Regions from separate parts of the Mus musculus genome. Here all the other regions are linked to region 1. A link is a contact called in public HiChIP or PLAC-seq, capture Hi-C and promoter capture Hi-C data. All regions are on one chromosome and are shown on one strand. Each heading gives the region's core, a stretch centred on a gene start, on an enhancer-like site or on the middle of the called end of the contact. The rest is flanking DNA. Distances are from core to core; before and after follow the strand shown. Region 1 holds the start of Irgm2 (immunity-related GTPase family M member 2). Region 2 holds the start of Mrpl55 (mitochondrial ribosomal protein L55). Region 3 holds the start of H2aw (H2A.W histone). Region 4 holds the start of Fam114a2 (family with sequence similarity 114, member A2). Region 5 holds the start of 2810021J22Rik (RIKEN cDNA 2810021J22 gene). Region 6 holds the start of Fam183b (family with sequence similarity 183, member B).

What was found. Promoter capture Hi-C pulls out the DNA fragments that hold promoters and counts their contacts. HiChIP or PLAC-seq counts read pairs in DNA pulled down with a chosen protein or histone mark. Capture Hi-C pulls out chosen DNA fragments and counts their contacts.
Region 2: a contact with region 1 is called in a promoter capture Hi-C map of embryonic stem cells, with 4 times the contacts expected there. The contact joins the promoter of Mrpl55 here to the promoter of Irgm2 in region 1. A contact is called at or near these places in 2 of 39 promoter capture datasets (embryonic stem cells and hippocampal neurons) and 1 of 115 datasets of contacts at active chromatin or transcription factors (thymic regulatory T cells).
Region 3: a capture Hi-C map of macrophages shows a contact between it and region 1, with 10 times the contacts expected there. The contact joins the promoter of H2aw here to the promoter of Irgm2 in region 1. A contact is called at or near these places in 4 of 39 promoter capture datasets (embryonic stem cells, erythroid cells, hematopoietic stem and progenitor cells and 1 more), 2 of 484 Hi-C or Micro-C datasets (CD4 T cells and Th1 cells), 3 of 115 datasets of contacts at active chromatin or transcription factors (CD4 single positive thymocytes, bone marrow-derived macrophages and thymic regulatory T cells) and 1 of 9 other capture datasets (macrophages).
Region 4: a contact with region 1 is called in a promoter capture Hi-C map of liver, with 2.1 times the contacts expected there. The contact joins the promoter of Fam114a2 here to the promoter of Irgm2 in region 1. A contact is called at or near these places in 2 of 39 promoter capture datasets (embryonic stem cells and pre-B cells), 1 of 484 Hi-C or Micro-C datasets (B cells), 2 of 115 datasets of contacts at active chromatin or transcription factors (embryonic hindbrain and thymic regulatory T cells) and 2 of 9 other capture datasets (adipose tissue and liver).
Region 5: an H3K27ac HiChIP or PLAC-seq map of embryonic stem cells shows a contact between it and region 1, with 4 times the contacts expected there. The contact joins the promoter of 2810021J22Rik here to the promoter of Irgm2 in region 1. A contact is called at or near these places in 4 of 39 promoter capture datasets (embryonic stem cells, hematopoietic stem and progenitor cells, hippocampal neurons and 1 more) and 2 of 115 datasets of contacts at active chromatin or transcription factors (bone marrow-derived macrophages and embryonic stem cells).
Region 6: a contact with region 1 is called in an H3K4me3 HiChIP or PLAC-seq map of the SCID.adh cell line, with 5 times the contacts expected there. The contact joins the promoter of Fam183b here to the promoter of Irgm2 in region 1. A contact is called at or near these places in 2 of 39 promoter capture datasets (cranial neural crest and hippocampal neurons) and 1 of 115 datasets of contacts at active chromatin or transcription factors (the SCID.adh cell line).

The regions. Positions count from the first base shown.
Region 1 is chr11:58,212,807-58,217,936 of GRCm38.p6, reverse strand. Irgm2 (immunity-related GTPase family M member 2) reads right to left here and starts at 2,960. Exons shown (of 2, transcript NM_019440.3): 1 at 2,767-2,960.
Region 2 is chr11:59,199,750-59,204,879 of GRCm38.p6, reverse strand. It overlaps Mrpl55 (mitochondrial ribosomal protein L55), which reads right to left and starts at 2,394. Exons shown (of 4, transcript NM_001302336.2): 1 at 2,221-2,394; 2 at 625-708; 3 at 123-324. The coding sequence starts at 647. It overlaps 2610507I01Rik (RIKEN cDNA 2610507I01 gene), which reads left to right and starts at 2,449. Exons shown (of 3, transcript NR_037964.1): 1 at 2,449-2,756; 2 at 3,301-3,387; 3 at 4,578-5,130.
Region 3 is chr11:58,952,251-58,957,380 of GRCm38.p6, reverse strand. H2aw (H2A.W histone) reads right to left here and starts at 2,696. Exons shown (of 1, transcript NM_178218.4): 1 at 2,189-2,696. The coding sequence starts at 2,643. The coding sequence ends at 2,251. It also overlaps the pseudogene H2bu1-ps and a transcript of Trim17 not described here.
Region 4 is chr11:57,516,116-57,521,245 of GRCm38.p6, reverse strand. It overlaps Fam114a2 (family with sequence similarity 114, member A2), which reads left to right and starts at 2,602. Exons shown (of 14, transcript NM_026342.3): 1 at 2,602-2,673. It overlaps Mfap3 (microfibrillar-associated protein 3), which reads right to left and starts at 2,581. Exons shown (of 3, transcript NM_180599.1): 1 at 2,534-2,581.
Region 5 is chr11:58,865,084-58,870,213 of GRCm38.p6, reverse strand. It overlaps 2810021J22Rik (RIKEN cDNA 2810021J22 gene), which reads right to left and starts at 2,974. Exons shown (of 5, transcript NM_172403.2): 1 at 2,905-2,974; 2 at 1,208-1,399. The coding sequence starts at 1,222.
Region 6 is chr11:58,799,056-58,804,185 of GRCm38.p6, reverse strand. Fam183b (family with sequence similarity 183, member B) reads left to right here and starts at 2,226. Exons shown (of 4, transcript NM_029283.3): 1 at 2,226-2,425. The coding sequence starts at 2,293.

The DNA.
Region 1 (5,130 bases), core at 1,711-4,210:
CTTTTCTCATCCCTCTGACAAAGTATCAGGAAGAGAAGTCCTGTAGGGCTGTTTGTGTGGACAGCCTTGGGAACGTGGCACAGACAAGGTTTTACAAGCCATCAGCATTTGGCCCGGAGTTCAAGTGGCCTCAAACTTCCCTATTTGAGGGCCCTATCCAGTTTATACCTGTGCTGCCTCTGGTTTACCCCTTGGCACATGGGTCAGACATCCTTGGGAATGAGGAGCAGATCCTCCTGGCTTCTGAAGGGACGCCAACAAGGAAACTCACAGGAGAGGGATAGCCAGGGCAGGGAGGAGAGCCAGACCATGTGAGCCACGACTCAGAAATCTAACGTACTCACAGAGGTGCGCTTCATAGAAGCCAGGGGCATGCTCACACACACACACACATACACACACACACGTGTTCATGCACGAACACACGTGTTCACACGCACACTCTCAAGTGTTGTACCATGATTCACCAAGGTTGCATGTTACTCTACTGGATTCAATTGACTGAAAAATGTTTTGTTTTATTTTTACTTTTGTTTTTGCTTTTTTTTTTTAATGAGTCTTTTTACATAGCCATAGCTGTTCTGGAACTTACTCTGTGCCCAGGCTCACAAAAATCCACCTGCCTCTGCCTCCTGAGGGCCGGGACTAATGGTGTGTGCCACCCTTCCCAAAGACTTGTGTTTTATTATATTTATTCCAATTGTACAACTTTACTAAAAAGCTCCTGATAACCCACCGAAATTTTACTCTTTAAGTGAAACAAACTAAAACCTATGGGTAATAGGGGGAGTGAGCTCATATAAGCATCTGTGTCGGTCAATTTCAGTTGTCAGCTTGATTGCATCACAACATGCCCAGGGTATCAGTGAGGCGCACGGCTAAGTAAATGTGTCAGAATATTTCCAGAAAGGATTACCCGAGGAGGCAAGACTCACCCTGGATGTAGGCATCACCAACTTGTGGACTGGGCTCCAGAACTGGCTTAAAAAGATAAAGATAAAACAAACCTAAATGCCAGCATCTGCCTCTCTCTGCCCAGCCTGTGGATGCTCAGATGAATCATGCCCCTGAGGCCACACCTTCCCTACGGTAGAGGGCTGCATCCTTTCTAGCCATGAGCCAAATTAAACTTTTGGTAGGTGGTGTTTAAAGCGTCCCCCTGTCCCCACCGTAATTATTTATTACTATTTATTTGAAATATTTATTTAAATGCTATTAAATGTATATTTTATATATACATCCATGTATATACTGTCACACTGATTTATTTAAATGTGTTGGAGGTGTGTCAAGCACGCCGGGTGCATTTGTGACAGTTAACAGGCAACTTGTGGGTGTTGGTTCTCTCCATCGACCACATGGGTCCTTGGGGTCAAACTTGGGTTTTCAGGCATGGCAGCAATCACTTTTACCCACTAAGCCAGCTCACTGGCCCACGACCTATTCTTTTATGCTATTATTATAGACTAATAAATCACATGCATTTTAAAATGTAAATCGGAGTCTAATATGTGAGTAAAATTAGCCCATGCTAGTCTAAGACTCGCCATGGAAACTTAAACTGAATCTTCTGCCCCCAATTCCTACGTCCAATGCTTTACAAGTGTGAGCCACCTCACCGAGCTCAACTATGCAAACATTGAAAACTCACACTTAGGAAGAGATTGCCTATCAAGTACTCCACACAGTTCTTCCCTCATCCAGCAACTCTGAGGCTCCATGAGAGGGGCTTCCAGAGATGTGGGGAACAGCCTAAACTAGCTGTGGATCTGAGCTGTCAAAAACTTTTGTGAACACAGACCCTATTGGACCCTCAATCCTACCTTGTTCTTTATCACTTCACCATTGTGGGGACACAGGGAATTTCCGGGTGCTACTGATTCCAGGAAAGGGTGGTGATCCACCCCATGGTCAGTGGGAACAGCCTTGGACCCAGCATGCTTTTGGTAGGTGGTGTTTAAAGCGTCCCCCCGCCCCCACCGTAATTATCTATGAAGGACTGAGCTGGGTGGGTGCCTGTGGTGTGCCAGATTTTCTAAAGCGGATGAAATATTTGAACTGGTTTTGTCTTGGTTTTAATTTTTTAAATTTAATTTTATTTTAATTTCTTTATTTTTTGGTGTTTTTGGTTTTTAGATTTTGGTTTTGGTTGGTTGGTTGGTTGGTTGGTTGGTTTGGTTTGTTTGTTTTAAAAGGGCCCGTGAGACGGCTTACCAAGTAAACACACTTGCCACCAAACCTGATGATGTGAGTTCGATTGTGGAAGGAGAGAATCAGGTCTGCAAGTTGTCCTCTGATTGCCACAGACACACAGACACACACACTAAATAAATATCTTTTAAAATAATTGAGCTGAGAACTATACAAAAAGTTTCCTTAGAAACTCCATCTTTCAAGTTCCAGTCTCTATCTGCTCCGAATAAAGAGCACTGTGTTTACATAGTCCCGGGACATCCAGATACCCGGGAGAGGTTCTGATCCTGGACTCTGGCCAATAACTGAGAGACTGAGTAAAATCCCACCTGTTTTCTCTTAACTAGGCCCCCTCAGAAGACCCACAAACCCAGGGATACCCAGGTAAAAAAAGAAGCACACTGCTTCTCTCTGGTGAATTGGAAGGACTTGATTCAGCCAGACACCAGGCACTCCGATCCTGAAGACAGTGCAGGAGGGTGCCTCCTGCACAGGGTGCCCCAGAGGAACACCTGACCCCAGACTCCCCTGCCCTGAGCAGGTTTATAGGCCAAGCAGGAGCCCCTCACCTACCTGCTCAGAAGCCTTACAAAACTGCAATCCAGGCTCAGGACGGTCAGGAGAGAGAGAAGTGTGGTGGGGCAGGGTCCTGTGGGGAAGAGCGATTAGAAGAGGCAGGAGCAGCTGAAGGGCAGCCTGAGCTCCTAGGTTTCCTCTCAGACCCTGCTCTATCTATGTTGGCCCAGATGTAAGTCCCCAACTTCTAGGCGTGAGCCCTGCCTGCCTCCTCCCCAAGGGGCGGGGCCTGGTGCCCGAACAGCTTTCAGTTTCAGTTCCTGGAAATGGCTAGTTTTCGGGAGTTAGCACTCAGAGGCCAAGTTCTTCTTCAGAGGGGGGAGGAACTCTGTCGGCCGCTGGCCAGTTGGGGAGGTCAGAAGTCTGCCCGTGAAGCCTGCCATTCAGACTTCGGTCAGAGCTGCCTGGACTGACCCTGCTACCTCCCTTCCCGGAGCCCCTAGTGCTCAGATGATAGCACCTAACCCTGGGAGACGCTCATCTTCAGATCCAGTGCGTTCCAGAACTATGGGAGTGATAGGGTTTGAGGATCGCCGAAGGAAGACCCCCGACTCAAATAGTATATAAAAGAAAAGTCAGTGTATTCTGCAGAAATTACCAGCATTCTGAGGTCAACCATTCATCAAAATGGCGGCAGCCTGAGGGGCTTTAACGCAGGGGAAATTTTCAGAAGCGTTAGGTAACCTCTACTATGATCAGTAAGGGGCAAAGCAGTGACATTAGTACAATTTTTATTGGTTACTAGGTTAGTTTCATTATATTTGGTGAGACCTTGAAGAAGTTCAGACAGGAGCTCAGCTCTGGTCTTGGTATCTTCTCCAGCCATGTGTCCCAAGATCTAACTCAGCTCCAGACTGAGTCAGGGTCGGCACTGATCTAGGCTTATTGTCAGTGGCTTCCTCTGAGGATCCCAGTGTGCTTCCCCGGGGAACTGAAATGTTTCTTTCCCAGGGTTCTTAGTGGACCTCTCAAGAGCAGCAGACCCTTCACAAGGCTGCTCCTTGTAGCTGCTCCCCTTGTTCACTAGTTCTCTCGATCCCTCCTACCAGGGAGCCCTTCTAATCTACCCTGTCATCTTACCCTATCTCCAGTGTGGTCTCTTCTCACTCGTGATTCCTCAGAGTTCAGGAGACACAGTACCTGGCTTGCCCTGTGTTATTGATGACCTTGGGAGTAGAGGCCTGTAACTATTAAGCTGGTGTCCGTATTTCACACCACAGTCAGAACAGGTCTGGGGGTTTCAGGGCAAGGCTCATTAAAGAACCCATCAATGTCAGATCCCGAGGATATCCTGTGGACCATGTGTGGCAAGCCTACCTTCTATCGGTCCCTGACTTCCTCTTCCCTCACTCTTCAGTGTCTGGGCTGCTCTGAGCTCCTCCAAACTCCTGCCTTGATGTTCCAACAGGTGGAGAAGTGCTTCCCAGGGCCACACAACATCCTCCTCCCCTCCAGTCCTCAGCCTGGGTTGGTCTCTACAAGACAGCTGCACTGTCCCAAGGTGCTGTTACCTGCTTGATGCCTGCTGTTTTTTTTAGTCAGGGTTTCTATTCCTGCACAGACATCATGACCAAGAAGCAAGTTGGGGAGGAAAGGGTTTTTTTAGCTTACACTTCCACATTGCTGTTCATCACCAAAGGATGTCAGGACTGGAACTCAAGCAGGGCATGAAGCAGGAGATGATGCAGGGGCCATGGAGGGATGTTACTTACTGGCTTGCTTCCCCTGGCTTGCTCAACTTGCTTTCTTATAGAACCCAGGACCACCAGCCCAGGGATAGCACCACCCACAAGGGGCCTTTCCCCCTTGATCACTAATTGAGAAAATGCCTTACAGCTGGATCTCATGGAGGCATCCCTCAAGGGGGGCTCATTTCTCTGTGATAATTCCAGCTTGTGTCAAGTTGGCACACAAAACCAGCCAGGACACCTGGTTTCCCCTTTCCAGGACAGCACAGGCTCTGGAGCACCCAGCCCAGCACGGAGGGTCTGGGATCCTCCCCCATGCTTATTATGCAGGTCAGCAGCTCCTGCCTCACACCTACCCAAGTAGTTGACCTCTATGCACGTGTCTTGGGCCCAGAGTAGGTCAACCGAGTCAGCAGAATATATTAAACGCAGAGGCTGGAGACGGCAGTGGTTACTACTGCCTGTGAGCGCCCTAAGAGCTCTGTAACAGCTCCACAGATCTCACATCCTCAGTCCATTCTGGGAGCAGCAGATGGGTGTGACCATGCACTTGGGGATGCTTCACAGTGAATGTTACTAATTTTTGCATCTGATGTGTGTTATTATTAGGGCTGGGATACGAGTACACACACACACACACACACACACACACACACACACACACACTACTCCT
Region 2 (5,130 bases), core at 1,145-3,644, 990 kb before region 1:
CCTGTTCCCTTCCTCCTGCACTATAGTAAAAGGACTGTACCTACATAAGCAACTCCACTCCCAAGTCCTGGCCTTGGGCCCTACCACTATGGCTCAGCAAGTACCTACTGAAGGAAGCTTACCGCCAGCATGCGTCGTGGCTCCCGGTATCGGATATGGATAGTGGAGCCGTCCTGCTTGACCAAGAGCACAGGGTAGAGGCGAGCATAGGCTTGGCGGCGCAGTCGAGTGAGTGAAGCCCTGCTGCAGTCAGCTCTCCAAGGGGATGTGTGTAGGTGGCGGGGTGTAGGTAAGGCTGCTCTCACACCACAATGCCTCAGCAGGCTACGGACAGACGTGCAGGCACTGGTTGATAGATGGTAGTGCAGCAGATGGCACCAAATGCCAGGCTAGCCAGCCACTGTCAGGCTATGACAGAGACCTGCCCAGAAACTATCTAGCAATGATTGACGGCTTGCATTTAAGGACCTCCATTGAACTACACTAGCAGAGTCAAAGAAGAGTATAATGGAGGACTCAGGGAACAACGGGCCTTCCAACACTGATGAGAGAGATACCAGCCCCTTCCTGGAGAGGGCAGGGTGTCTTGGGGAGTCCCTGAAGGGACTGGAATGTTATGCTTACCTAAGCAGAATGGCCAAAGGCATTGTTTTTTCTTAGCACTTTGATGGCAGGAGGAAACAGTCACTGGCCCCGACGTAGGCCCTGCTAGGCAAGGGAAACAACAACAAAAACCAGTTTTCCCCCTCATTTGATTATTGTCCTAAAATCCTGGCCTGTGGCTAAGTCAGACCCAAGTGCATCTCTGGTTATCCAACTGACAGATTGTCAAGCTTTCTGTTGTACAATAGCATGGTATTTATATGACCTGTACACCTGTTCAAATACTCCTGAAAGAATACAAAGCCGGGTGTGGAAGTGCATGCTTGTATTTCCAACGCTCAAGAGTCAGAAGCAGGAGGTCAGGAATTCAAGGATATCTTGTTAAACAGGGAGTTAAAGGTTAGGCTGTCTTACTTGAGACTGTCTCAAAAAAACAAAACAAAACAAAAAAAATCTAAGAAAACTGAAGTGAGGGCTTGTGAGATGGCTCAGGGGTTGGGAGCACTGACTGCTCTTCCAGAGGTCCTGAGTTCAATTCCCAGCAACCACATGGTGGCTCACAACCATCCGTAATGAGATCTGATGCCCTCTTCTGTGGAGTCTGAAGACAGCTACAGTGTACTTACAAATAATAAATAAATTAATTAATTAAAAAAAAACAAAACTGAAGTGAACCTAAGGGTTTACAAACACCATATAACCGTTTTTTTCACCTGTTTTGTTTAGAAAACAAAAAACCCTTATGTTCAATACAGACTCAATTTAAAAAAAGTTATCTTCAATATGTGGTTTGGATTCTTCAATAAAGAAGATTGGGTGTAGGCCAGGCATGGTGGCGCATGCCTTTAATCCCAGCACTTGGGAGGCAGAGGCAGGTGGATTTCTGAGTTCGAGGCCAGCCTGGTCTACAGAGTGAGTTCCAGGACAGCCAGAGCTATACAGAGAAACCCTGTCTTGAAAAATCAAAAAAAAAAAAAAAAAAAAAAAAGAGATTGGGTGTGTGTCACTTGCCAGTTTATCCTACTAGCCCTCTGGCCTCAGATTAGAAAGTCCTTTTGGAGGCTTTTTACAGCAGCTACCAGGGTTCTATCCTTAAAAGACTGAGGCAGTTTTCAATGGGACAGAGGCCCACCCAATTCCAGAAGTTTATGGAACCACAACCCTCTTGTGCGGGGTAAGTGTGGAGTGCTTGGTTCACTTTCTTTTTAACATCCTTTTAGTTTCCATAGCAATACTGTGAGAAGACTATTATAAACTCCGCTTACAAACGGGAAAAGAAGCTACTTTCAATGCCAGAAGTGGTCCGGCAGGTAGAAGTAGAGCGTCCCACACTCAGCAAGATAGAACCTGTGGGCGTGCGCAGAGATTAGAAAGTTCCCACCTAAGGAGGGAACCGCAGGGTAGGGTACCACTGCCTCGAAAGAGGTGATCCCGCTGGTCAATGTCCCAAGTTCGGGTCCTTATCCTCTCTAGCCACGTCGACTAGACCCGGGGTCGTCTGTGCAGACGTCCCCTCCCATTTTATCCACCCGACGCGCAAGTCGCTCTCCCATTTACCCCTCAGTGTTGGGGCCGGTTGCTGCCGGCACCCAAGAAACGCCAACCTGCAGCCGCTACCTTAGCGTGGGAGAGACCTCGTAGACCCGCCGTGCAGAACTTTACTCGATAGGTGGGAAACTGAGGCCGAGCCACGCAGGGCCACACAGGGAACCCGTCCCGTCACTGTAGATGATAATCCTTCACCATAACCCAGATGTCCTGAAGGCGCCCGCGGCGCGCGGTGATGACGCCACGGAGCGCAGGGCGGCCGTCCCCATTAAGGGCGGAGTAAGGCCAGGTGGGCGTGGTTGGAGCCAGCTCTCGTGGTGGGGTGGGGGTGGGGTTTCTGGTTAGTTGTCCAGGTTCTGGCGTCGCTGCGGGTGGCGAAACTGAAGTAGGCTAGGTCGACGGACTACCCAAGGCCAGAGAGTGTGGGCGGGAGGCCGTCGGAATTCTGTGACTTTCTGGGGTGCAGGCAGCACAACGCTGTGCAGTGCCTGGACGGAAGCCAGACAGCATTGCTATGCACCGCTGGGCGGTCCCTAAGTTTCCATGCCTGGTTGTTCTCAAGGTTTGCTCCGGATCTGATAGTCGCCCGTGACCCCTTTCCGCAGGTACATGGCTTGTCTTGGGTTCGCGGTGGAACATCCAAGTGCCAAGTTGGGTTGGCAAAACAGCTAAGGTGAAGGAGTTGGAGTCACTCGTGAGGAATATCTTTAGAGAACAGTCGGCTCTTCAGAACCAAAGAGCACAGGACTTTCAAGGACCCCACTAGTGTCTCGTGAGTGGTCCTGAAGCTCTCCGCCGTTTTGAGCTTATGGCAGCGGTTTATTGTAAGCCCTGGAGGTGCGCTGCTGTGCAAGCTGCAGGACTCTCCACAAAGTTTCTCAGGATGACTACACAAACTTACTTATGTGCTGCCTTTAGAGGACGTTGCCACATTTCGCCCCTGGCGACATTGTGGCAGATCTTTTTCCTTCCCCATTTCTGCTTTTTCCTGAGTTACTTGTCTTTTACCATCGTCCCTCTTGGGTTGCACTGATCAATTTAGTTCCCTGTCTCCTCCTAGGGCTATCCAGCATGTAGTCGGGGGTCTACAAGGGACACAAGGAGAAGTGGGTTTGTTTGTTTGTTTGTTGCTTTTTTGTTTTTTTGCAGCCTGGCAGCCAGCCTCTGGAGCTCATCTCACATAATGGCCTGCAAATGTCGTTATCAGGCACCAGAAAGCAGGGAACTCTTGCGACGGTAAGCTGGTGCCTATAGAATTTCCGAAGAGGACTCTCTAGCCACCTTACAAAGTCAGGTGATCTATCAGCCAGTGAGCTCTGGCAAAGGCTGAGGAGTGGCATTGGCATTGTCTGAAGGAAGGGCTGGTAAACTTTTCTGCTTCTCTTGTAAGCAGTCCTCTTGTTGAGTCGTCCTGTCAGGGCAGATGGCAGGGAGTCCTCTGGGTGCTGCTGAAAGTGATGTATTAGGTCAGCGAGTTCCAGCAGAGGGTACTCAGTTTGGGGGACAGGTGATGGGGGCATCACACACCTGGTGGTGGGTTTGCTTTGAGTCTATGAGGCTCTGAGACCTCAGATGTGTCTTCCTTTCTCCACTGAATCGATCACTAAGTCTTGAGACTCATTTTCACTGTTTGAGGTTCTGTCTGTTGTCCCAGTTAAGGGGACCGGAAATATCTTCGAATACAGTGATAATAAAGAAATTTTTGTCTTAAATATGTTGCAGGTTGGAGAGTGGAGGGAGAAAAGAATAGAGCCACTTATTTATCTATTTTTGTTTATTTTTGTTTTTTGAGACGGTCTCACTATGTATCTCTGGTTGTCATGGAACTCATTGTGTAGACCAGGCTGACCTGGAACTTAGAGATACACCTCTCTCTGCCTCCCAAATGCTGGGATTAAAGGTGTGAGCTACCATGCCCCACATAAAAGGCCCTTTTTGTTTTTAAGATTTATTTATTTATTTATGAGTACACTATAGCTGTATAGATGGTTGTGAGCCATCATGTCCTTGCTGGAACTTGAACTAGGACCTCTGTTCGCTCCAACCCAGCTTGCTCTGGCCCAAGGATTTATTTATTATTATATGTAGGTACACAGGAGCTGTCTTCAGACACACCAAAAGAGGATGTCAGATCTCGTTAGCGGATGGTTGTGAGCCACCATGTGGTTGCTGGGATTTGAACTCAGGACCTTTGCAAGAACAGTCAGTGCTCTTAACTGCTGAGCCATCTCTCCAGCCCAAAAGGCCATTTTTTAACTGACAGCTTTCAGCCAGAAAAGGCGGAGGAGGAAGAACTTCTTCATAAGGACAGTGTGGCTTCTTTGATGTCTTTAAGTCAGCGGTGTTATAATGAGGGTTGCTTAGAGCTCAGGTGTAGTGTTGAGGATCATCCAAACTCCTAAATCATGTATTTTTTTTTTTCTTAGCTTCGATGTGAGGTAGTATTTCATTTTATATCTTGAGGCTTCCAAGGATACTGGAGACTCAGACATCATCTCATGCTAAGCTGTTTGAGACAAACCACAAGTGATCCCAGTCCTTGGAAGCTGGAGGCAGGCGATCAGAATTCCAAGGACTACACAGCAAGTTTGTGACTAGCCTGAGATACAGGAGACGCTGGAGGCAGGCGGATCAGAATTCCAAGGACTACACAGCAAGCTGGAGGCAGGCGGATCAGAATTCCAAGGACTACACAGCAAGCTGGAGGCAGGCGATCAGAATTCCAAGGACTACACAGCAAGCTGGAGGCAGGCAATCAGAATTCCAAGGACTACACAGCAAGCTGGAGGCAGGCGATCAGAATTCCAAGGACTACACAGCAAGTTTGAGACTAGCCTGAGATACAGGAGACCTAGTCTCAGGAGTTAAAAAAATAAAATAAAGACAAGCCTTGAAACCAAGACTCTCTCCATTCTGAAACCTTTGGAGAAAAGGCCAAGTTGTGCCTGGACTATCATGCCCAAAAGCTTCTCTGAAATT
Region 3 (5,130 bases), core at 1,447-3,946, 740 kb before region 1:
TCCACCCTGCCCCTGACCCCCTTGTGAGTGGTGAGTGTGCACTGCACACCTCTGCATATATGAATGTGAGTGCAGGCACTCATGCTCTCATACATTAAGGTCTGAGGACAATCTCAGGTGTTGGTCTCAAATTCCAACCTTTTGCCAGGGTCTCTTGTTAGTCGCTGTTTATGCCATAGCAGCTGGCCTGCGAGCTTTCAGGGATTTTCCGGTCTTCCCTGGCAGCACTGGAATTAGTTAAAGTGCTAACCTGGCCCTGCATTACATGGGTTCTGGATCTGCTCAGGTCTTCATGCGAGCACACTGAGCGCATTTCTTAAGCCTTCTTCCTGGACCACATCTGGAAGGTCCATGCTTACTCTCTCCCCTCCTTCAGCTCCTGTATCTTTTGCCCGTTCTGGACATGAAGGTTCAGTCATCTTGTCCAGTCCCTTCACTGACTAATGCTCCGTCACAAGAACAGACAGTTTTGTGCTGTTCCTCAGCTGATGAATATTTGGGTTTCCTCTACCTTTTAGGTTTCATGACTGATAACTGTTCCTCCGCCTGTGTAGCTTATGTTATACACGTACTCTTATTTTATTGGGCATATACCTAGGAATGGATCATGGAGTGCTTGAATCCAGTGAACATTCTCTTTTCACATTGGTACTTCCCATCTGGAAATGATAATCCAGATGACCAGATCCTAGATCACAGCTGCTATGATTGGAACTTCCTTTAATTTTGTAGACACACTCAGAATCTGTGCTCTCTAGTTATTCACTAGCCACATATGACAGGGCAACTTATGAGCTGCGTCTTTACATTACATTTTACCTAAATGGAAATTAAATATTCCTTTTGGGTAGTGGTTGTGCATTTGACAGCAGCCTTAGAAGAGATGAGAAACTACCCTAGTACACCTCCCTCCACGATGCCTCTATAACACCATTAAATAAATGCTAACATAACCCAATTCCTAAAAAGTTTAACCTCCACTCAAGCGTTTGAGCAGCTACAATGACCTATGAACACATACAAACTAAAACTAGAACTAGAGATTCTAACTAAAAGAACATAAAGATCTCTGGAGGTCCAACCCTCTGGCTTTGTTTTACTGAGACCACCCATTTGCAGATGTATAATCTATACGCAGTCTATTGATCACTCTGTTAAGACTCACCGTTAAGGAAAATTGCTTATCCTTAGACAAATGGCTTTAAGACGTTGGTATTTTATGAGCAGCTCTGTAGTTACAGACGGTGTCTGAGGAGCCCAGGCTTGAACAGATCCAGTTTCAGTACAGTCTATATAAATTATATAATAAACATTATATAACTGTCTTCGTGGCCTGTATTGTTAAATTTTAAATAGTGTACAGCAGTTAACAGGGAAGAGGCCCAATTCTGTGCCATTTAAAACGATTTAAAGGTAACTCATTTAACCCCCTCCTCTCCCTTTCCCAACCACGCTCCTGATTTACCTGTAACTCAACCATTCGTCATGCTGCTTAAAGAAGTCACAATCATCTATAAAAGCATGTCCTTAGTATGATGCTGCTTTAAACTTTATGACAAAGGACACTGCTGTACTCTCACACCTAGTTTAACCAGAACCTGACAAATCACTTTGCTCCCCAAGGTTAAGCTACTTAAGTGGATCCGATTAACCAGTTCCAAAGGCCTGCAGGACCACCATGCTCATCTGTAATCCTACCACTAAGCAGGCTGAAGCAGCCTAGAGACCGGCTCCCCACCCCCACAAAGGAAACCAGCAAAACTCCAAAGTTGTAAATCGCCTTGTAACAGAACATTTATATAAACAAGTAGATTTGAAATACCAAGTCTCCCCTCAGAAACCTTTGAAAACCCCGTCCTAACTGGAAGACTTGAACATGTCAATTTAACCCAGTTTCAATAGAAACACTAGCATCTAAACCAGAACCTTATACTAATTTCTATTATTAAGTATCCCCTTAATGTCCAAACACGAACGTTAACTGCAACCTTGTGTCTGACACGGAGTGGTGGGGAGAAACTCGAACGCCTCCAACGGCCCGCAGGCCACCCGCAGATGAAGCCGTTGGTCTCCCTTGAGCTCCCCAAGCGCCGCACAGGGATGCAGGAATGCACGGAAGGAGTCAGGAGAACTGGCCTGGCCAGTAACTGGCGACAGGCTCAGTGTACAGCGCTTTCTAATGAGGTTGTGGGTGGCTCTGAAAAGAGCCTTTGGTGTCTGTAAAAGTCGCACTAACGACCGGTAGGGGCCTCACTTGCCCTTGGCCTTGTGGTGGCTCTCGGTCTTCTTGGGCAGTAGCACGGCCTGGATGTTGGGCAGGACGCCGCCCTGCGCGATGGTCACGCGGCCCAGCAGCTTGTTGAGCTCCTCGTCGTTGCGGATGGCCAACTGCAGGTGGCGCGGGATGATTCGCGTCTTCTTATTGTCGCGGGCCGCATTACCAGCCAATTCCAGGATCTCAGCAGTCAGATATTCTAGCACAGCCGCCAGGTACACCGGGGCACCAGCGCCGACCCGCTCCGAATAATTACCCTTACGGAGAAGGCGGTGCACACGGCCCACTGGAAACTGCAGGCCGGCACGGGAAGAACGAGACTTCGCTTTTGCACGAGCTTTGCCGCCCTGCTTGCCACGACCAGACATCTTCCACTGATAACCAAAAGTACGCAAAAACAGAAAAGAAACCTAGCGAAAACGAATTCGTAAGCGCCAGCAAGCTCTTATATATGATCAGGAGGGAGGCTAGACTGCACCTTCCTATTGGATGCCAACAAGAACCAATCAGAAAAGAACGCGGAGCCTTCCTAATTTGCATATGCCTTACCCCGCGATGACGTAATGTAAAATTGTATTCAATCAAAGGGAGTGATGCCTGATCCTTCATTTGAATGCAAGGCATACAAATATTCTTGCTACAGGGGCGTCCGCGTTTCCGTAGTACAACTAGACATTATGCCTGATCCATCCAAATCAGCTCCAGCCCCCAAGAAAGGCTCCAAAAAGGCGGTCACCAAGGCGCAGAAAAAGGATGGCAAGAAACGCAAACGGGGCCGCAAGGAGAGCTACTCCATCTACGTGTACAAGGTGCTGAAGCAGGTGCATCCGGACACCGGCATCTCGTCTAAGGCCATGGGCATCATGAACTCGTTCGTCAATGACATCTTCGAGCGCATCGCCAGCGAGGCCTCCCGCCTGGCGCATTACAACAAGCGCTCGACCATCACGTCCCGCGAGGTGCAGACAGCCGTGCGCCTGCTGCTGCCCGGGGAGCTGGCCAAGCATGCTGTGTCCGAGGGCACCAAGGCAGTCACCAAATACACCAGCTCCAAGTGAGGCGCGGCGAGGGTGCCCTCAATTCAAAGGCTCTTTTCAGAGCCACCCATACAGTCGTTAAAAGGGTCTTGAACACAGTGCGGGCCACTGACGATTGCCACGCGCCCGAGGCGTTCCCTGACACTGGGTGCGGCCAAGTCCGATTTTTGAGCGAGAAATGTGGGGGTATGGCTGCTTTGCCCTTCCTAAGCGTAGAGTGTGAACGACAGCTGCAGGAGCAGGCAAGGGGCGTGAGTCCTCTCCCCAAGCCTGAAGTTTCGGTGGGCGAGGTCACAGTGAGGTGGTATTCTGGATGTGGGCCCCCTTGGTGGCCTCTGAATCTGTGTTCCCTTTAGCACCCTTTCCATCCTTTTCTGGAATAGAGAGGCGTCTTTAGCCCCTGAAAACTATTCTGACATTATATCATGTCAATAAACCCTGCACTAGCAGTATGCTGGAAACGGGGCGGGGGGAGGGGCGGCACACCGCAAAGCCTGTGTGCAGGAGCTAGGATGTAATTAGCCTGAGCTGCCAGCAAGCAGTTTCAGTGGTTAGGGGATGGGAGGTGGGAAAGAGTTCCGTTGTTTTGAGCAAGAGTTGTTCCCCTAAAGCTGCATAATTTTCTGTGAAGCATTAGTAAAAGAATAATCCACACTCAGCATTTATTTGGAGAACGTCATTAAAAATTTTTTTATTAGATATTTTCTTTATTTACATTTCAAATCCTATCTCCCTTTCTGGTTTCCCCTCCGAAAACACCCTATTTCCTCCTCCTTCCCCTGCTCACCAACCCACCCACTCCTGCCTGCTTCCTGGCCCTGGCATTCCCCTACACTGGGGAGAATGTCATTTTTATGGAGAACGTTTGGGCAGGGAATTTTACCTGTGGAAAGATCACCACTTTCCTTGGTTTGGCTTTTATTTATGAAAAGAGGATTCGTGATAATTATTTGAGTTGTTACGAGACATATTGAGAATCCTATAGTCACCAGCAGGGAATACTACGTACATTTTATTTTTTTACCAAGTTGTCAAAGGGAGCCCCTCTCATCTGGACTCAGGCATTTGACATTTGGCATTTGAGGGGAGGCTATCTCTGCTTGAACTTCCTACAGTAGCTGTGCCACCTTCTGCTTTCCAGCTTGGTCCACAGAAAAGGGTTTTTGATAGCATCATGTGTTTTAAAGTTAGCATCTGAAGCATTTTTATCTGAAGTTCAAGTAACTGCAAAGATACAAATGACAAACCAGGAATTTTTTTAAAAATCATTTTTTTAAAACCATTCTTGAAAATACCTATTGCTTCATCAATTTAATACAAGTCAGGTCAAAATAATTCTTAAAAAGATATTTCATATTATTCTCTTTGAAAATATCTCTCTTATTTTCCTTCTGCCAACAACAGTTACATGTATATTACATTTAACTATTTGCTGCTTCCAGAATTGTCTATTGAAATTTAAACATGCCAACTAAATTATCTCGGTATTTTTTTTTAAAAAAAAAGGACACAGGGACGGTGGAGAATCGGTTAAGACATGAACCATTTAGTTTTAGTAAAACTAGTCTTTCACTTAGGTTTGATGGGAGGAGGTATACTGGCTGGTTTTGTGTCAACAACACAGGCTGGGGTTATCACAGAGAAAGGAGCTTCAGTTGAGGAAATGCCTCCATGAGATCCAACTGTAAGGCATTTTCTCAATTAGTGATCAAGGGGGAAAGGCCCTTGTGGATGGGACCATCTCTGGGCTGGTAGTCTTAGGTTATATAAGAGAGCATGCTGAGAAAGCCAGGGGAAGCAAGCCAGTAAGGAACATCC
Region 4 (5,130 bases), core at 1,353-3,852, 700 kb after region 1:
GCTTTGGTTATGGTGCCTCTTCCCAGAAATAAACTCCTAAGAAACCATCCTTTTTAGAGCTTTGTCTAAATGCCAGTATCTGACTTGTATCCTTTTTTGGCACAGCAGTGACTGGAAGCGGGTGGCAGGATGTCTGAGAAACGGGCTTAGATTCAGGACCTTCCCACCTCATTTTCTTTCCTCTGTAGTCTGAAATTAAGGAAGTTGCCACTGTATCTTTAACTCAGTAGATAAAGCCCATCACGGTAACCCCATACACAGCTTAGAGGGAATCCACTGAAGCCTTCCAGTTTTGTAACGCCAAAATTATAGGATTATATAATTTAGTGGTCAGAAGAATGGGCTCTGGAGTTACACGTACCTGGTCCTTGTTCTGAGTGAAGCCCAGTCTGGAAAAGCCTTTGTTTTCACATCTACTGAATGGGGTTAGTAACGGTAACAATCCTGGAATGTCTGGAAGCATGCATGGATGTAGGTACATTACAAATACATGCTATTGTCATTATTACACTTTTTAAGATACTTTCCAGTTAGGTCCTACTGTATCTGCCTAGATCACAGTCCTTTTACCCCATCTGGGTACCACACTTATTTAAATCCAATCTAACCGCTTGTGATATATCCAAATACTGTCTTTCAAAGAAAAACAAAATCTATTAGGAGACTTCTCACTATTTAGGAGATAAGCTTAAAACTTCAGATAGCAGTTGTAACACTCTGGGAGTTCAATATGTAGGAACAGTGCACACGTGCACAAACTGCCTGAAATAGTTTGTAATTTGGTATGGTCTTAAGTTGCACCTTTATCACTTGCTCTGATGTGCTCGAGGCCGCTTAGTTTCCATATCTGGATGCTGATTCCATTATCATCCCCTTCTTTGCCTAGAATCATACAATGTTTCCAGTCCCCACACAAAGCTTCAGTTACGTGTGTCTTACTCTCTACTGTCTCTAAACTGTCTTCAACCTCACATTCTGGTTCTAGTTGTTCCTTTTGCTTATCATTTCCTTTCCCCAGTAACAGCTTCCCATGAGAAATTAGAGAAACTGTGTTTCTGAGAAAGGTCTCATGTAGTCCAGGCTGGCCTCGAATTTGCACTCCAAGGTAAACTTGAGCTCCCCTCCTGCCTGTACCTCCATCTGCTAAATGCTGGGATCACAGACCTGTGCCAGTACTTCACCTGGAAAATAATCTTTATAGAAATGTCAGTTATCATTTAGTGACTTACCATTTTAAAGCTACTTCTTTTTTTGAGAGTAGTTTTGATTTCTTAAATGGAATGTACTGGCAGTAGTAATCTATTTAAACAAAACTCTTCAAAATTCTTGGTAAGTTTAAGTGCAATGGACTCTAAGACCAAAATTTTTCAGAATTGTCACTATAATACTAATGGCAACATGTAAAAGACAAGACAGTTACTAGTGGCCCAAGATACATTCCTATACATTTTTCCTTTACAAAAGAAAACCAGAAGAAATCTTTTTTCTGGTTTATTTGTTGGACCAGACGTTTTTGTTTGTGACAGGATGTGGTTACTTAGCTCTGGCTGGCCTAGAGTTCACAATGTAGCCAAGGCTAGCCTTGAACTTGCAAATCTTCAAAGGAACAGGCATTTAGTAAGGTCGTAGAGAATATCAGCATACGGAAATGTAAAGAATTACTATTGAAAGTAAAGTCAAACATTTGAAGGGTTTTAGGAAGTGGCAGTTACATCTGAACACTGATGTAAGGGATTGAACAGAGGAGGGGAATCTGTTCCTTTTTTTTTTTTTTTTTTTTTTTTTTTTTTTTTGTGCTCAGGATCAAACCCAGGGTCTTGCACATGACAGGCAAACGCACTCCCACTTAGCTATACACCAACACAACACAACAGCGAGACACTCGAAAGCAAGTCTTTAGGGTTTCAGGTGCCCCCCCCACCCCATATTTTAACACAATTTTGCTTAATGTCTTCTTGGATAAACTGCCCAGGGACAAATGAAGCGATGCACTGCACATCTAAAATTACAAATCAAAAGCATATCACTCTCCTGCTTAGAAACTATCAATTACTTCCCATCGAGTTCCAAATTTTAAGTCAAACGCCTGGTCACCGACCTCACAAAGACCCAGTGCCCAAGTTCTCCGCCCCCCCCCCCCCCCCCCGTCTCCCTTTACTATTTATTCAAAACCTCTACTCCTCCTCCCTACAGGCAGGCTTCCCCCTTCTCACTTCCTCACTCAGTTCCGTTCCATCACCGCATTTAAACTTGGACGAAAGCACTTAACTACCCCCTCAGATTCCGTTGTTTTGATGGTGGTGGTCTCCCTTCCTCACCACCTTTGCAGTGAGCTGAGAGCAGGGCCCGCCCTGAATTCCCAGTTTGTGTCCCGGATCGTCGCTGGCCCTCGAGTATTCTGGAAATACCTCATGGCGGAACCCCGACACCCACACCCAGCCTTCACGGAGGGCGGACATCCTGGCATCCCCCGTGTCCAGCTTCAAGCATCCTTTACCTCTCAGGAAGCCACCGGAGCAGCGGATTCACTCACCTCTCTGCAGTCAGCGCCTTCCGCCCTAGAGGATGCTTGACCCGGAAGTACTCCTCGACGGCGACCCCGCCTCCGCGCTGAGGTCAGGAGTACTTCCGCGACGGTCGGGTCGGATCGGCGAGCGAGCGGCGGTGGCCGCGGTGAGGGGCGGTGTCGGGGTTGTGGGGCTTCCGGGTGAGGGCGGCGAAGGCTGGGGGGTCTCGGGGTCACGGGTTGAGGGGCTGCAACGCTTCCAGCCATGTTTGGTGGGCTTGCCGGCCGAAGGGCTGGAGAGCTTGTTTACCTGAGGCCTGGGGGTGGGACCTGCGTGCGGACGTGCGGAGACGAGAGACCCGCCACGTTAGCTGGGGAGTCGCCGCAGCCTGCAGCTGGGGCTCCCTGTCGCACGGACCGGCGGCAGCGCTGACCCCAGGCTCGGCTTCCAGCTAGTCAGCCACGCCAGCCACGCCGCCTCCGGGTAAAGGCGATGGTCACGCGTGTGCTCTGGGCATATTTGTGTCTCGACTGTGAGGCGCCTTGTTTGACTTCTCCAGTCACCTGGATTGTTCTCCTCCAATCAGGAAAAACCATACCCGGAAAACATTAAATAGTACAATTCCGTATGTCTGGTATGTGTTTAATCTTACTTATAGGAACGGTGGAGAGGGACATCACCACTCACGAATCTTGTCTCCTGACTCAGCCTAAACTCTTGGCACGTCCTCGATGCTTATTAAAATCTCTATTGTGCAAGTGAAATAATAGGGACAGCTGGAGTTTACTAATCGGAATGTTCTAGTTTCATAAAATTTAAATGAACGTATGCAATATGTGCGTTCTATTTGCTTACATAGAGCAAATCGAGAGACTATATATTATATGTTGTAACTCGGAGAAAGAAGAAAAAGGTAGCTCTAAAACAGTGTCTATACAGCTGCAAGAACACCTTCTGAACTTTGGGCAAGCATGTCGGTGTCTTTTTGTTAGATCAGCCTTTGGACTGACAGGGGCAGAAATTGCCTTACATATCTTCTCTGTCTCCAGAACTGGGTCCATATGCAAAAGGTTCTTGCCATGAATAAGTTAAACGAGTTATTTTTCTATTTTTCTGAGTTAGTTTGCATGGCAATTGGTACTTGTGTATGGAATTTTTTTTTTCTATGAGTTTTTGGGACAGTTTAATATATGCATATCGTGTACCCATAGAGTCTAGGCAACACCTTTTTTTTTTTTTTTTTTCACGTGGAAGAGGTTTTATTGGGAGGGAGAGACAAGATGGCAGCAGAAAAAGAAGAGGAGAGGAGGGAGAACACTAGGCAGCATATTCTTGGTCTACCTTTCTAGCCTGTCACCCTTGCTTCTTCCCTAATAGAGACATGACTCTAGGGGATTATATCATGGCTCCCTGACCTTTCTTCTGTGCTGTCTCCATACCCTTTGTTTGTTTACCTTCCTGTTGCTGTGATAAGATACCCAGACAGAAACAAGGAAGGCGATCTTATTCTGAGTCACAGTTCGCTTGTCCAGTGGCAGGAAGGTCACGTAGGAAACTGGTCACTTTGCACCCACAGTCTAGAAGCCGAGAGCAGGGAATGCTTGCCATCAGCTGGCTTCTCCTTTTGACACCTTCCAGGATCCCAGCCTTTGTCATTGTGCCACCCACAGTAGATGGGTCTTCCCGAGTCTGTTAACCTCAGCAGGACAGTCTCCACAGATGTGCCCAGAGGACTCTCTGGTGGTTCTAGGCATATCAGTTTGGCAACTGAGATTGACTGTCATAAGCCTGAACTTTTCTTTATCTCATTGGCATTTTCATTCGTTAAAATCTTAAGCATATTTAAGGTAGACATTACAAACACAGATGCATGCATGGTCTAATTGGATTACTATAAAAGAATACTATAAATTTGGAGATACTAGAGTATGAGAGAATGCTGTTCAAATGCGAAAGGATTCAGCAGCCATTTGGCACCAGATAGGTCTTACCTACTTAAGTGTCCCTGTTGCATTATCTTTTACAAGGGGACCTAGAAATGTCATTTTGTTTCTATGGAAGATGAGACTTTAAATGTTAGCAACTAATTAAAAAAAAGGTTTAAACAGTGTGGACTAATTAAAAACCCCTGTAAGTTGTAGTTAGCTAACAGACTTCCAGTTTGTGATCACTGCTCTAGGTACACTTTATGAATCATTCTCTGATGCTTAGACTGTCTTCTCTATTCTTTAAGTTTTGGTGTGTGTGTGTGTGTGTGTGTTTTGAGACAGTGCCTCACTATGTAGCTATCTCTGTCCTAAGACCTACTTTGTAGACCAGGCTGGCCTTGAAATCTCAGAGGTCTGCCTTTGCCTCCGTCCTAAGTGCTGGGATTGAAGGCAAAACGCCACTAAGTATTTTTTGTATGTTCTTCAATTATTGTGCTATAACCCATCTGCCTTTTTTGTTAATTTTTTTAGTGCATTAGAAGCATTGGATTTATCTTGCTCTTAGTGCATGCCTGAATAAAATGTTTGTCAGCATACCTGGTGTGTATGTTGTATGTGTGTGTATGTTCATTGGTGGTAATTGGTTATTCTGGAAACTAGCATTTCTCTTAGTGGGAGTACCAGTGACACGTTGG
Region 5 (5,130 bases), core at 1,725-4,224, 650 kb before region 1:
GATTGCAGCCCATAATGTTAGACCTCCGTGAGCGAAGGACAGCGAGAGAAGAAGGAAGTCCAGGAAAAAATACCCTTACAGTGTAGGGTAAAAGCCATCTGATTTGTTGTTATCGATACCATATGGAGGGAAAGAACGGAGGATGTGAGTTCCATTTGACAAGGGGAGCTTGGGGTGCCTTTGCATATCAACAAAGGAGTCCAACTTATAACCTGAAAGCCGAGCAAAAGGGTCAAGCAAGCTACATGGAAATAGTTAAGGATATCAAACCCCAGAGGCCTGAAGCACAAAAGTCTATGGTGGAACGGAAGGGACTGAAAGCACAACACAAGGATGATCATACGTTATCAGCGGGGCCATGACAGAAACTGAAATTCAGGGCCATGGAGGATAAAATGCTTGCTGTGTAAGACCGGAGTCCTGACCCCTGGAATCCACATTAAAGCCAGGTGGGTATAGTGGCTGCCTATAACACTAATACTTGGGAGGCGGAGACAAAGGATCCGCAGGGTAAGTGGGCAGGCTAGACCAGCCTGAAATGTGAGACCCGGCCATATAAAGAAAGTAACCAAGAAAGACATCTAACATTGTATTAGGCCTCTGCATGCCCACATGTGCACTCACATGCACATCTGTCCACTTGTATAAATATTCTCTCTCCCTCTCTCAATCTCTCTCTTTCACAAACACACACACATGCAAAAACATGAAATGGAAAATTTCCACATGAAGATCCCAGATAGTAGTTTCAAATATAGCAGTGATTTCAAGTAAGGCAGCTAGAGAATCGTGTTACCATTTAACTACAATTTAACCTTCCTTTGAAACACACGTGTCTGAGCAGCATTGGACAGTGACAAGTACGAATGCTATGCTCACCCCTGGGCTGGGGCTGAAGCACTGTATACCTCAATGCGCATGTGTTCATGAAGCCTGCTTAGGTGCCACAGGCCATGAGAACTGATCACATTCTCTTCCGGGGGTCATTTCAAGCTCGACCACAAATGGCCCAGGATCAGAAAAGCCAGTGACTAGTTGAAATTCAAATGACTCTAAGGCCTTTACATTGTAGTTATATATCAACATTATAATCTGAGTATGTCTGTGTATGCTTCTTTCATGTTTATTTTTCCATTTTGATTTTAGTTATCTCACAACGCACTTAAACCTCCATGTGTAACACACGGTCAGGGGCGACACCACTTACCACAATACTGCTCATTCTCCTCACTCGCCAAGGCACATGGAGTGCCCAGCAATTGTAGCTGGAGAAGCTGGGCAACAGAAGTGAGAAGTGAGGTCCTCGCTACGCCTCGTTTGTGGATTCCAATATCTCTACATAGTTGCTGAGTCAAAAAGCCAGAACGGTGCCTTACAGGTGAGCGCCACCACGGCAGATCTAAAGAACACAATCAATGAGAAATTAAACCTGCAGTTTATGCAGAGCTTAGTGAGAGTAGCTGCTGCTTGCTTTTTATTACCATGAAGACGTACCGCAGTGCTGTAGGAATGGGTGTTTAACGGGCATGGCGTGAATCATGAACGTGATGCAGGAATTACAGAAAACACTTGAACAGGGTTTCCTATTTCCCGTCAGTGCAGAGGTACCACACAGGACTCCATCCACAGCTCCTGGTTCACATATTTAAGTTTCACGGACAAAATGCTTTGTGCAATCTAAGCTTTCAGTCCAGGACTGTACATTTAAATGAACATGGCCCTGATTTATTGCACTACCTTGGAAATACTGTTGAAGCGGTGCCTGCCTGTGGTGTTTACAGATGGTGTCGCTCCCTCCCACAATGCCCATTAGCTCTGCCTTTTCATGTGCTCTGGCCAGCAGGGCCTCAGTGGGACAAAAGTATAGTTTTCAAATGAGGTCTCTCATGCTAGCGGGCTATGGTTATATAGTTCTGTGTTACCATGCCCTGTTCATACATCGAAATTTTAATCAAGGCTCCTCAAAGAAACTAAAAGTACAAGAGCCACAGGATCCAGGAATCGCAGGGACATTGCATGTTTCTACAAGTAATGCAATCACACTGTGCAAAGCAGCACGCTCCACAGCTTACCACTGTACTTGTGGCTTCCCTCTGGGCACAACACTATCGCCTCTCTCCATCTTGGAGCTGAGCCTGACCAGAAGTCTGTAACAATGACTCCACGAGGTACTGCAATAAACTGCAAGTAACACAGGTCTAGTGGTCATGGAGCTCAAGTTATACAAATCTAGTGGTAACTGTTACACTCTTAGGTAGAAGAGGAGTGGAGCTAAGGACCTTCATCTGGGATTCCAACCATTATCGCCCATGACACTTCTCACCTTCCTAGTGAGCTAGAGTATGCAGGAAATTACAAGTTAGCTGAATGTGGGGCTCCATGAGGTCAGCATCTATACTGGGTTAGGACGTGGTGGTCTGGGAGTCATCCATTCTCTCTGTATAAGTCCAACAAACTCACTGGAGAACCAAGCTGGGCTGTGGTGGAGTCCTTTCCTTGGTCATCCCCAAGGGCCCACCTGAGGCGAGCAGACATTTGTTCTTGCTGCAGTAAAAAGTCTGTGCAATTACCGTGCACTCTCCACAGAAGCCAATACACACAGGAGCCTTCCAGATAAGGGAGAGGCCAGGGGATGCCCCAGCACAGGTTCACCCCACACGTCGGGCTGCTCCAGGATCTAGGACTGTCACTGCCAGACAACGGGACACTAGACACGGCAGTTGTGGCACTGGGGTCAGGAGGAGGAGGAGGAGACGAGATACGGCTGAAGACAAGTCTCCTTGCAGCATCAAGGACCGAGGGCGACAGAGACTGGGAACTCAGCCCCGCGCAGGGCTCCCCGGATCGCACCATTTGCACAGCGCACGGCGCCCGCCCCTGCAGGCAGAAGCCAGCGGTACTCACCAGAAGGCAGGTGTCTGACTGCACACAGACGCCCAGACAGGCTGGCACAGGACTGAGGCCACAATCCAACCCCCTCGGAAACCGGAAGCAAGATGGCGACGCCGGAAATAGACCGGAAGTTCGCGGGAGCCGTCCGGAGTTCAGAACCTGTGAAACCGCCTTGGGGGCATATACAGTTTAGGGCATCCCGGTCACTCGTTAGTGACATCGTTGCATTTGGAATACATCGAAGCTCTAAAGTGGATGCTTTGTGAGGCCAAACCCAGAAACAACTGCTTTATGCCAAAAGAAAAAAAAAGTTTTAGCTGGGTGGGCGTGGTGGCACATACCTTTAATCCCAGTACTGAGGTGAACGGATCTCTGAGTTCCAGGCAGAGACCCTGATTCAAACGGGAAAGAAAAGGAGACAGAGAGGAGAGAAAGGAGCGGGGCGCGGAGAATATAAATAAATAAATAAATAAATAAATAAATAGATAGATAGATAGATAGATAGATAGATAGATAGATAGATAAATAAATAAATTCATTCTAGTGTGGCTGGAGACATGGCTCAGCGGTTAAGAGCACTATTCTTCCAGAGCATCCAGGTTCAATTTCCAGCACCTACATGGCAGCTCACAACCAGCACCCACTTAGGGGTGAGGGGAATCAAGAATTCTCTCAACTCTAAGGGCATTACACACCTATGGACAGACATACAGGCAGGCAAAACACTCATACATAAACTACCTATTTAGCCTCTACCATGCTCTCAGTAACTTTGGCCTTGCCTTTTTTTTTTTTTTTTTCGAGACAGGGTTTCTCTGTCTAGCCCTGGCTGTCCTGGAACTCACTTTGTAGACCAGGCTGGCCTTGAACTCAGAAATCAGCCTGCCTCTGTCTCCCGAGTGCTGGGGTTAAAGGCGTGCACCACCATGCCCGGCTCTTGTTTTTAAGACTTATATTTTATGTGTGTAAGTGTTTTGCCTGTATGTCTGTAATTGTACCATTTGCAAGTCTGGTGCCAGAGGAGGTCAGAAGAAGGTGCCAAAATGCCCCAGAACTGTAGCAAAACATAGTTATATAAATAGCCATGTGGGTGCTGGGAACTGAAGCCCTGTCCTCCTCAAAAGCAACAAGTGTTCTTAACCACTGAGCTACCCCTCCAGTCCCTGCTCTTTAATAGGAAACACTGTCGATGGGTAGATATGAAATCCAGAGCTTTGCAATCCTTGAACAGCATTCTAACTTTGAGCTACTCACCTGACCCAGTAATGAAGTTCTTAGGCGCTGACACTGTCAACTCCGTCTGTTTGCTTTTGAGACATTTCACACAGCCCAGACTGGTTTCAGATTCAGTATGTGGCTGCAGAAAACATTGAAGGTAACGCTGAGCTGATCCTCCAGCCTTCACAGGGCTATTAGGCTTGAGCCATGTTCTGGGATTATAGGCATTTACCACCACACTTGCTTTTTATAAATATATGTATATTTTACATATGCATGCATATTTCATTACAGAAAAATATACACACAAAACCATAATAGATGTTTTACAGCTTCAACAAGTACTTATGCATCTTTAAACTTTATTGCTTTAGTCCATTCCCTACCCTGTCTATCCATATATATTATTTTTAATTCCTCTGTTTGTAGTCAAGATGTGCATACATTGAATCTATAATTTTAAAAAATGTTTTATTAATTATGTGTGTGATAGGATATGTGCATATGCATAAGGTACTCAAAGAGGCTGGAGGCATCCATTTGAGTCTCTCCCCACCCTCAGAACTGGAGTTATGGGTTGTCAGCAATTCAAAGTGAGTACTGGGAATTGAACTCAGGTCGTCATTGGAAGAGCGGCATTGCTCTTAATTGCTGAGCCCTATCTCCAGTTCAGAGCTTACATTCTTTTCTTTAAATTTATGTCTATATATGCCTGTTTGCCTCTGTGTGCATCACCTGCATCCAGTACCCACGGAGGCATTAGATCCCTTAGAATTGGAGTTACAGGCAATTTTGAGCCATTAAATATAGGAACCAACCCTGAGTCCTCTGTAAGAGCTCTTAGCCACTGAGCCATTTCTCTAGTCTCAAAGCTACAATTCTTTTTTGTTTGTTTTGTTTTGAGATTGCATTTATTATTTAGCTCTAGATGTCCTGGAACTCCCTGTATAGACCAGGCTAGCTTTCAATTCACAGAGCTTCATCTGCCTCTGCCTCCCAAATGCTGGGTTTAAAGGTGTG
Region 6 (5,130 bases), core at 977-3,476, 590 kb before region 1:
TAATTGTAACTGAACTTGTAACCCTGGACATGTAATGAAAAAAAAATCAATCGCATATTCTGTAGTACCTGGATAATCATTAATCTTTGATCTGTGAGACCTGCAGAAATAAATCGCCTGGTTGCTAATCACCCTGAGCACCATGGCCTGACTCCTCCCCCTGCCAACCCCTTATCACCTCCACAGGTTGACTGCCCTGTTAGCTTGGACCCTCACTGGGAAAGGTCCCTGGCACTGAATATCCCATAAGCATCACATTTTACCACTCAAATTGTTCCTTCGAAGTCAAACTATTCTACTGGTCCAGACACTCGAACCAGCCTCTGATTTTGCCCCATGCTGGCGAATTTTAAACATTCATTTCCTTTTCTTTCATCTAAATAGCCATCTTCATCTCCCATGCTCTAAAAATAGCTCATTGTGCTTTAATAGCCATCTCTTCTTAGGCTAGGATTCCTTCCTCCAGCCCTGTATGGAGCGTCCCAGATGCTAGGCTAATAGTTCAGGGTAAAGGACACTGTATGGATGGAGTACAAGCGAAATCTTATAAATTTTCCTCAAACAAACCATGTTGCTTGGAAGACTTTATTTCTTCTTACTTTCAGGAAGTCAGTGAAGACTCCAAGAGGCTGTTTTTAGCCTTGCTTGGAACACAGGGGCCAGGCATGGGTCACAAGGGCAATGCATTGATCTACTTAAACCAGTGTGATACAATCATCTGAATGTTCTAAGGGACTATATAATATAATGATGCAAGCAAACAGAACTGCAGACACCCAGTCACACACAAAACACCAAACACATACCTGCCTCTACTGTGCTGGGGACTGGGAATGTGGTGTGAGGGTGGGGGGAGGGGAGAGGCGGGAGGAGGATGTGTCTCACCTTAGGTAGCTTAGGCATAAACAAGTACATTTAGTGAAGTAACTAAGTTTGCAATAAAGCACCAACAGAGAAGGACTCTACAGCCTGCTAAGGCTTTTGAAAAGCGATTGCATGTGAGCTCACATAAATGTGGGGTATCCAAGAGGCAAAGAGCCCAGCAGGCTGAGGAGAAAAGCCGAGAGAAAAAAACTATGATGTCTTCTATAGATGTGGGGGATTGGGCAGCAATGGCCGCACACCTAACGAGTGCAATACTGTCTATCACACATCGAACATTCTGGGTCATAAATGAGTGAATGGATAAAAGATCACACGTTTTAGCATCTGTGTTTATCTGCTCATCAAAGCCAGGGTGGATCCTTTCCCTACTGTAGGTTACTTATGGCTATTTAAAAATAAATCATGTTATAGAAGATGCTTAGGGGTTGAACATAGGAATAAAAAGAAAGGTGGTGGTTGTCAGTTGAGTGGGGTGTCAGAGGACAGTTGCCTAAGGGTGAGTTTTAGAGCTGGGTTTCACACTATGCCCCTACTTCATGCAGCTGGACCGGATGCTTGAGAATATCGAAGACAGGAGATCTTAGAAGATGTGCATTTTACCACAACCAATCATTGAAAGTAGTTGGGTCTGGTGGGGCAGGCCTATTATCCCAGCAACTCAGCAGGCGGAGGCAGGAGGATTGCAAGTCCAACCTCTGCCTGGGCAACTTAGTGTGGTCCTGTCTTAAAATAAGAAGGGAAGGGCTGGAGATAGCGCTCAGGGCTGAAGCAGCTTCGCAGCATGCAGAAGCGCTGAGTTCAACCCCTAGTGTTGTAAAAATAATGAAATAAATCATTAAGATGTCAAATTACTTAGGTTAGGAAGGGTAGTGGTCCTGTTTGTTTCCGTGTACCAGTCAGATTATTTTACTTTCTGTTTCCCCACCCACCAGTGTGCATGTGTGTGTTAGAGGTGGTTTTTGTTTATTTTAATTCTGAGCACCTACTTTCAAACCTATTGGCTCTGGCCCCTCCCCAAATCATCTCTAGGAAGCGACCAGTCATGCTGAGGTGCACGTTTCAGCCTCTTCTTCCTGGGTGGTCCAAAGAAAGGCAGCTCTTTCCTAGCAGCGCACAGGACACAGGGGTGACTCTAGATCCAGAGGCTGAATCTGGGTCTGAGGACATTGGAGGAGGCCTAATAGATACCAGCAGCCTGAGAGCTGGGAGGGGTGGAGTGGACAGAAGCCAGGGAAAGGCTTTCTGGGCAGGTGGTGCTCCGAGCCTGGGCGCTGTTGCCTAGAGACAGAAAGGACGCTGTGGCCTGAACACAAGAGGAACATCCGTTGCCTGGAAACTGTAGAAGACGACCTTTCTCCTGGTAAGGGCAGGGCAGATAGCTTGACTTCTCAGAGCAAAAACATGGCCATGGCAGGACGTGTGGGGCAGATGAAGAATCAGGATGAAGTTCACCAGAATCAGATCTTGCGGGAACTCTTTCTCAAAGAGCTACGGGCACAGAAGCTGTACACGCAGTATCACGTGAATCCCCTGCGCAAGGGTGAGCTGGCCCAAGAGGGTTGGGAGGGGTGGGAGAGCACGTGTCCTCTGCCTCAGGTTATCTCTTTAGAGTTCAGACAGCTAAGCTTTGAGGGAATCGCTCCCCTTGTCACCCCAGGCACAAGAGATACATTAAAATGCATCCAGAATTAAACATTTTAGATGTAGAATAAAGAGAGATGATTAATGGGGTAGTTTTGCTTTTCAAACAATTGCCCAGGGTTTTTAATGTCTGCTTTTTGTTAGTAGTTTGGTCTCTTCCTAATATACCCAAAGGGGTTTGTCTTTGTATGGTTTGTTATTATTGCTTTGATTTTTTTGCTACAGCCCTCCTTAAGACTTAGAAGTGGTGGGCTACCAGGTGCAGAGCTTGACCATCCTCCTCACCCTGACCCCAGCAAAGTCACCCCTCCCCCTGGCCTCCCATGGCTTCCCTCCTCTGGGACTTCACAGAGCTCTGTGAAAATGCTTCTGGGCCTGAAACAGACTTATGTGTCCCACCACCTCCCAGCTGCCTTCTCTGGAGCAGCTGGGTGAATCTCTCCCATCCTCTGCTGCAATGCTGGCCTGGTTTAATCATCCTGTGTAAGCAGTTATTCGGATACCACTTCACCTCATTGCACATGCTGGTCACCGCCATCCCACACTTCTCCCAATTAACATCTGCACAGCCCAGTAAAAGGTCAGAATGCACACACAGACCTTCTATCCATTTAGGCCATTCACCTTCTTTCCTTTTCTTTTTTTCTTTTCTTTTCTTTTCTTTTCTTTTCTTTTCTTTTCTTTTCTTTTCTTTTCTTTTCTTTTAGATATTTTCTTTATTTACATTTCAGATGCTATCCCCTTTCCTAATTTCCCCTCCATAAATCCCCTATCCTTCCCCCTTTCCCCCTGCTCCCCACCCACCCACGTCTGCTTCCTGGCCCTGGCAGTCCCTTATACTGGGGCATAGAACCTTTACAGGACCAAGGGCCTCTCATCCCATTAATGACCGACTAGGCCATCCTCTGCTGCATATGCAGCTAGAACCACGAGTCCCTCCATGTGTTTTCTTTGATCAGAATACCCAAGATACAATTTGCAAAACACATGAAACTCAAGAAGAAGGAAGACCAAAGTGTGGATACTTCCATCCTTCTTAGAAGGGGGGAACAAAATACCCATGGAAGGAGTTACAGAGACAAAGTTCGGAGCAGAGACTGAAGGCATGGCCATCCAGAGACTGCCCCACCTGGGGATCCATCCCACAAACAACTACCAAACCCAGACACTATTGCAGATGCCAAGAAGAGCTTGCTGACAGGAACCTGATATAGCTGTTGCATGAGAGGTTCTGCCAGTGCCTGACAAATACAGAAGTGAATGCTCACAGTCATCCATTAGATGATGGAGCACAGGGTCCCCAAGGAAGGAGCTAGAGAAAGTACCTAAGGAGCTGAAGGGGTTTGCAGCCCCATAGGAGGACCAACAATATGAACTAACCAGTACCCCCAGAGCTCCCTGGCCATTCACTTTCTAATAGAGTGTTTGAAGCCCCACAAGGGTTTGAGATAGTCTGAGGGACTCTAAGCTACTCTCCTCCAAGCAGCAACCTTCCACCCACCCCCTCCCCCACGCCCCACTCCTATTTTTGCTACATATATTAAAAGACCAGAGAGGACTAGTCACTTTGTAAACATTTTAGTTGCCTCCTGCAGTTTCTGAGCAGAATTTCAACCCACCAGCCTGTAAGGTTCTATTGGTTCTGGCTCTGGTTCCTATCCAGCTCCACCCATTCTGAACACCTACATGGAGTCGCATCCATCCCATGCTACCCAAGATCCTTCAGTAAAGCCCTAGTTCCCACTCTGCTCTGTAGCAGACCCCGCCCCCACAGTCCTTCCTCCTTTCATTTCTGTAGAAATAGATTTTCTAAACGTGTCAGACCATCTCCTATATGTACGTGTTCCTTGTCCCCAGTGTCTGCCCCTCCTTAGCCATAGTGCACAGCAGCCTGGCTGTCTGCAGAAAGTGCGGAGACTTCACTTTGCCCGTCTGTAACCTAGTTTTCACCAGGATCCCTGACCACTAACGTCAGGAGGACTATTCTCCAGCTCTGTTTAAACATTGTCCATTCTAAGACTTAAGATGACAGCTTTCTCAGACACTGCTGTCTCCTGGCCCAGACTCCCTGGGTCCACTGGAATAAAATGGGAATTCACTGCAGTGTGTTGGTGCTTGCTGTCCTCCATAAGGATTTTGCTAATATACTGGACATGGCAAAGAGAGTGACACAAATGCATATCTTAGGTGTCGGGATGTGTGGCTGGGAGGAAAATGGCCAATGAGGTCCAAGACAAACTGGATCCCATCTCCTTGCTCATTCCCGTTGCTCTTCACCAGCTCCCTCCTCCTCTCCAGCATCCCCTGTCACTCATCTTCCCACGTGTTCTCACACAGTGGACCCCAACTCCTTCATTCAGGACTCACAAGCATCTCCTTGGGATACTCACCACACACCCATGCCATCCATCACCTCTAAGCATGGAGCTTGCTCTCAGGCTCTCCCTCACGTGTTATCCCATGTTGATGTGCTGTCAGTCAACACGCGTAGAAGGTTCCTAGAGCATGCCTGTCTGCAGTGTTCCCATCAGTACCAGGAAGTGGAGGATATGGGCTCAGTTCTTCCTATCAATGGACTTCTGTGTGTCCATCCCTTCTGGTTCT